Regions from separate parts of the Sus scrofa genome. Here region 1 is linked to region 2. The links are chromatin contacts, called in public HiChIP or PLAC-seq maps. All regions are on one chromosome and are shown on one strand. Each heading gives the region's core, a stretch centred on a gene start, on an enhancer-like site or on the middle of the called end of the contact. The rest is flanking DNA. Distances are from core to core; before and after follow the strand shown.

Region 1 (2,722 bases), core at 5-2,504, 68 kb before region 2:
TCTTGAGCAGAGACGATTATGAATTCAGGTGTTTGCAGGTGCCCTTCTGTGCCTGCTCGGGGTGGGTCAGGGAGGGAACAGCGAAGGACAGGGTGGGGGGTGGGGGGTGATGAGTGATGAGAGCTGGAAACTGAAGATACGGGGAGAAGTGGGAGGGTTTAGGACCTATTTTGGAGGCAGGGTTAACAGGAACTGAGGGTAAGGAAGGAACCAACTCAAAAGATGGGGTTTGGCGTTCCCCGGTGGATCAGGCTATGGCTCAGCTTGAAAATTGGGAACTTCTGCATGCCTTTAGATGCAGAAGGAAAAAAAAAAATGAGGTGAACAAGCAAACTCAGAGAATGGCTGTACAAGATATAGGGTGAGGTCTTTGGGGTCAAGACCTGAACTTCTCAGCCCCTTGTCTACTGGGCAACCTTCAGACACTTCGCCCAACTTCCCTACCTTAACTAATGAATGGGGAGAGTATACATGCAGATAAAAAGTACTCCAGGGGTTCCCGCTGTGGCACAACAGAATCCATGGTGCCTCTGCAGCTCTAGGATGAAGGTTTCAATTCCAGCCTAGCACAGTGGGTAAAGGATCCAGTGTTGCCACAGCTACAACATAGGTTGCAATCTGATCCCTGGCCCAGGAACTCCATATGCCTCGGGGTGGCTTAAAAAGAAAAAAAAAAAAAAAAAGTACTCCAAAAACTTTTAAGAAAAAATTCCAGGCAGAGCTTCTGTGCTTGCCTGCTTGTATCTCTCACAAGCGTCCTAATAAACCTATTTTTGCCTACCAATCACTTTGTCTCTCGCTGAATTCCTTCTGCACAGAGACACAAAGAACCTGAACCTCAGTGAATCCAGACACAGGGAAATTCTGTGAGAAGTAGCAGCTGCAGCTGCAAGACATGAAATTCCACCCTGGAAAATAAAATGAGTGCATTGCTGAGTCCAGAGTGAACATCAGAAACTTAGACACCTAAGCAGAATGCCCTGTATTCACACATGTATGATCATTGTGGCTTAACCATGAGCTCTCTACCTGCCTCCTGTTCTTTATGTAGCTGCCAAAAAGGGATGTGGATAATGATCACAATTTGCTGTATCCTCAGGTTATCTTTATAAACAAATATGCAAATATAAACCATCATTATGAGATTAAAAAAAAAAAAAAAATTCCAGGGACATTCCAGGATGTACAGGGTGAGAAAGGCAGTTAACACAGTGGGGCCATGAGACAAGTGATAGACAGCTGGCACCAGGGGGCAGTGGCGAGCCTCCAGGCAGCAGGGCGGGGCAGCTCTGCAGGTCCCAAGCCACTAGATTAGACTGTGATTGATGCCCAGGTGCCTGGCCCAGGCTGGAGACAAAGGGGGCCTGGGGCACGTGTCTAGGCTGTGTGCTGAGGCAGTGGGCAGGTCAGTGCTGCCCTCTGGAGTCTAGGCATCAGGAGAAACCTCAGCTGCCTGCATGGTGGAATACGGATAGAGACAGGCCAACAGACAGAGGGCTTCCTGCTCTCCCTCCTTCCCCTGGGGAAAGTTGCTAGGGTTCAGAGGATCCCGGGGCTTTTGAAGCTGGGGTTCCTCCTACCAGCCTCCCACTCCCCCGACAAACACTCCAGGCCCAGGCTCTGTACAATAGGCACTTTATTAGTGGTTGGAATGCAGTTACATGTAGGGCTGTGAGGACAGCACAGGGAAGGGGGTGGCAGGCACAGGAGAAAGAAACCCTAGGCTGGGGTTTCTCCCTCTCTGGGATCCCGGATCCAGGGCCTTGGGAGATGGCGAAGGGGGAACCAGGACACCAGTTCCCCTGAGTTCAACAAATTTGGCAAAAGGATCCTCAAGGTGAGGTGACTGGGCAGAAGGGCCCCCCCCCCATTTGCCCAGGGCATCTGGCCCTATTCCCACCCCCCTTTCATCTGAAATTGTCCCTTGGGTGGATTCAGTTCTTTTCTCTCTCACAAAGAGAGCTGTGTCAATAACTGGCAGAGAAAGGAGAGAAATTCGGCCCAACCCCACCAGCCAGCCTGCCAGGCAGCCGGTTTCCATTAAGCTGCTGCTAGCCACCTCCTCCCTCCTGCCCCACACCAGCCTGCTCCCAGGCAACCTCCCCTGACAGCTTCCCTCCCCCTTCTCCCATCAACACAGCCTACTACTGTCTCCCCTGCCAGGAAACACCCCAACCTGGGTGCGCACACTCCCACCCCAGCCACACCCAAGGAGTGGACACGAGAAAGCAGAAAAGCATTCCTTAGCAGACCCATCTCAGTCGTGAAGACGGACAGAAAAAAAGCTAACAGATCCTTTAATGCACATCCAGGTTAAAAAAATATTAACGAAGAAATGCCTGGAGTGGCCGGTGGCCAGTTGTTCAGCCCTGGAGAAGGGTCCTGGCATTCTGGCCGGAGCAGACACAAAGTGAATGGTGGTAGCCTTGCTGTGGTCACCGCTTCTGCATACACAGATGCTGTCCTGTCCTAAAAGGGGGACAGGCGATGGAGGACAGCCCACAGAGGCCGGGTTCTCTCGCCTGCCAGCCATCAAGAAGCCTCGCTGCGCTTCTCATCCGGGCCAGGGGAGGCTGGAAAGACTCACTGTGCAGTCTTGGGGGGCTGCCCTGTGAAAACAGACTGGCCCTTGGTATAGGGATGGGATGCCCCCAATCCTCCAGCTTCCCAGAAATGGGTGGTGACTGGATGATGCGGGGCTGGAAGAGGGTGGCAGTGATAG
Region 2 (2,958 bases), core at 307-2,806:
GACTTTGAGCATAAGTACAACTTCCGCTTCGAGGAGCCAGACTCAGCTTTGGTGGGTGCCTGGAGCCGGGGGGTATGGGGCAGGGGCCAGGGGCCGGGGTTGGGCAGGACCTGGCCTGCGGGGTGGGAGAGCCCAGGTTCATCTCTGCTGCCCACAGGTCAAGACCTACCCTCGGAACATCGCATCCTCTGTGCGCCGAAAGGACGAGCGCAGGAAGGAGAGGAGGGAGGAGACGCGAGAGCGGAAGAAGAGGGTGAGTGTCGGGGTGACTTGCTGGGGGGTGGTCCCCAGCCTGTGAAGAGGAGCCCATGCCCCCTCTCTCACCCTGGCCTGCTGCCCACAGGAAAAAGCAAGGAAGCAAGAGGAGCTCAAGCAGCTGAAGAATCTGAAGAGGAAGGAGATTCTGGCCAAGCTGGAGAGGCTGCGGCAGGTCACGGGCAATGAGACCCTGGGCTTTGAGGAGCAGGACCTCGAGGATGACTTTGACCCCGCCCGGCACGACCAGCTCATGCAGGTGAGTCCAGCTGTGTCACTTCAGAGAAATGGCTTAACCTCTCTGAGCCTGTGTCTCTGAAATTAAGTTGGGGAGTTCGCTGGTGGTTCAGTGGGTTATGGACCTGGTGTTGTCACTGCTGTGGTACAGCTTCGATCCCTGGCCTGGGAACTTTCACATGCCATGGGTGTGGCAAAAAAAAAATAAGTTGGTTAATGGTCAAGGAACTGCGGGTCACTGTCTTTCCTTTAAACTCTCTTACTGAGGAGTTCCTGCTGTGGCTGAGTGGTAATGAACCCAACTGGTATCCATGGAGATGTGGGTTCGATCCCTGGCCCCACTCAGTGGGTTAAGGATCCAGCATTGCTGTGAGCTGTAGTATAGGTCACAGATGCAGCTCAGATCTGGTGTTGCTGTGGCTGTGACGTAGGTCAGCAAGCAGCTACAGCTCCAGTTGGACCCCTAGCTTGGGAACTTCGATATGCTGTGGATGCAGCCCTAAAAAAATAATAAAGTAAAAAAATAAACTCACCTGTTGAGCTGCTAGTGTTTTTTGTTGTTGTAGATGGGGAAACAGTTTCAGGCTATGGAAACAGACAATGAGGGCTGGATGGGAGAAGTGGTGGGGAACATGGACACTGCAAAGCGGCCCCTGACTAAGCCTGGGAGGTCAGGGAAGGAGACTAGACATGTGTAGGTGGGCCAGGTGATAACTGGGCTGGGTGGGTGCTGTGTGGTCGGAATTCAGCCTTCACTTTCTAGAAGCTTAATCCTGAGCTTCAGTTTCTCGGTATTCTGAGGTTTCTGCACCTCTGGGTGCTTGTGAAAACCCAGTGAGGTGAAGCCCAGCGTCAGGCATGTAGTGGGTGCTTAATAAATGACACAGTTGGTAATGTCTGCTTATGCCAGTCAAGTGGAACAGGGCGCACAGAGGAAGGGGTTGGCGAGGGCAAGATGAGCCAAGAAGTGGGTGTGGGGGGGCAGACGCACCGCGTCAGCCTGCTCCCAGCAGGAGCTGGGTCCCTAGGGGGCGCTGGGGAGCCGTGTAAAGGGCGGGAGGAGAGCTGTCTCTGCTAACCCACTCCCCAACAACCCTGCAGAAGTGCTTTGGGGATGAGTACTACGGCACCGCAGAGGAGGAGAAGCCGCAATTTGAGGAAGAGGAGGGGCTTGAAGGTGAGGTCACCGGTTAGGGTTAGGGGGAAGTGGGCTGGGGTGGGGGCGCTTGGCCCAATCTGACGCCCACTGCTGTCTTTCTGTCCTCTGGAACCAGATGACTGGAACTGGGACACGTGGGCTGGGCCGGAGCAGGGTGGAGCTTGGAGCCAGCCGGAGCTGCACTGCGAGGACCCAGACTTCAATGTAGGTGCCCTGGGCTTGGGGATGGGGGGGCGGGGCACTCACAGGGTCCTCCAAGGCCCGGAGGGCAGGTCTGACCCATGCGTCCTGACAGATGGATGCCGACTATGACCCTAGCCAGCCTCGGAAGAAGCACCGCGAGGCTCCTTCCCTGGGCAAGAAAAAGCGAAAGTCTCCCTTCGCCACCGCTGTGGGGCAGGAAAAGCCTGTGTTTGATCCCGGTGAGGCCAGGCGGGCTGCCGTGGGCAGGTAGGGGCTCTGCTGATCTGGCGCACTTCGGCAGCCTGGCTCTGTCTGTCCCTTCGTAGGGGACAAGACGTTTGAGGAGTACCTGGATGAGTATTACCGGCTAGACTACGAGGACATCATTGATGACCTGCCCTGCCGCTTCAAGTACCGGACGGTGGTGCCCTGCGACTTCGGGCTCAGCACGGAGGAGGTGGGATCCCAAGGACATCCGCTAGGCAAGGGGGAGCCCGGAGCTTGCCCGGGCTATGACATGGCTGGTTTCTTCATCACAAAAGCAATAGGAATAACGGAGTTCTCTCGTGGCACAGTGGGTTAGGGATCTAGTGTTGTCACTGCAACAGCTTGGGGGGCTCCTTTGAGGCAGGTTCAGTCCCTAGCCTGGGACCTTCTGCATGCCACTAACGCAGGAGAAAAAAAAAAAGGCAATAGGAATAATAGTGCTAATGATGATACCGCTAAGATTACCTGCCTCAAACGGTTTCTGCAAAGCAGAGGCTCAAATGGCGGAGAAGGTGACTAAGGCTTAGAGTCAGGTCCCCCCCAGGCAAACACACAGGACCTCACCTTCCCTCCCCCTTAGATCCTCGCTGCTGACGACAAGGAGCTGAACCGGTGGTGCTCCCTGAAGAAGACATGCATGTACAGGTGAAGGGGTGGGGCTGGGCTGGGTGCCCTGGGAGGAGTGGTGGGTGAGCTGGCAGGCAAGTGTGGGCACCACCCAGAGCACCCAGAGACAGGTGAGTCTGCCTGATGCCTACAGGTCGGAGCAGGAAGAGCTGCAGGACAAGAGGTCGTACAGCCAAAAGGCCCAGAATACATGGAAAAAGAGGCAGATCTTCAAGTCGCTCTGCTCAGAG

The links. HiChIP or PLAC-seq counts read pairs in DNA pulled down with a chosen protein or histone mark.
Region 1: a contact with region 2 is called in an H3K27ac HiChIP or PLAC-seq map of alveolar macrophages. The contact joins two enhancer-like sites. A contact is called at or near these places in 3 of 5 promoter capture datasets (fetal liver, liver and skeletal muscle), 31 of 47 Hi-C or Micro-C datasets (alveolar macrophages, blood, brain and 15 more) and 2 of 2 datasets of contacts at active chromatin or transcription factors (alveolar macrophages and skeletal muscle).

What each region holds. Positions count from the first base shown.
Region 1 is chr2:69,397,978-69,400,699 of Sscrofa11.1, reverse strand. It overlaps SLC44A2 (choline transporter-like protein 2), which reads right to left. Exons shown (of 22, transcript XM_021083792.1): 22 at 1,619-2,722. Among named protein-coding and RNA genes, the nearest start is that of ILF3, 15 kb to the left of the region's middle. Within about 2 kb of position 1,254, at least 20 of the 83 cell types and tissues checked have an H3K27ac peak or open chromatin away from gene starts, as enhancers often do. A contact at or near this core is called in alveolar macrophages, where this site is marked.
Region 2 is chr2:69,329,744-69,332,701 of Sscrofa11.1, reverse strand. KRI1 (protein KRI1 homolog) reads left to right here. Exons shown (of 19, transcript XM_013987437.2): 10 at 1-51; 11 at 158-253; 12 at 344-514; 13 at 1,594-1,669; 14 at 1,767-1,855; 15 at 1,947-2,073; 16 at 2,161-2,291; 17 at 2,682-2,746; 18 at 2,862-2,958. Among named protein-coding and RNA genes, the nearest start is that of KRI1, 5.9 kb to the left of the region's middle. Within about 2 kb of position 1,556, at least 9 of the 83 cell types and tissues checked have an H3K27ac peak or open chromatin away from gene starts, as enhancers often do. A contact at or near this core is called in alveolar macrophages, where this site is marked.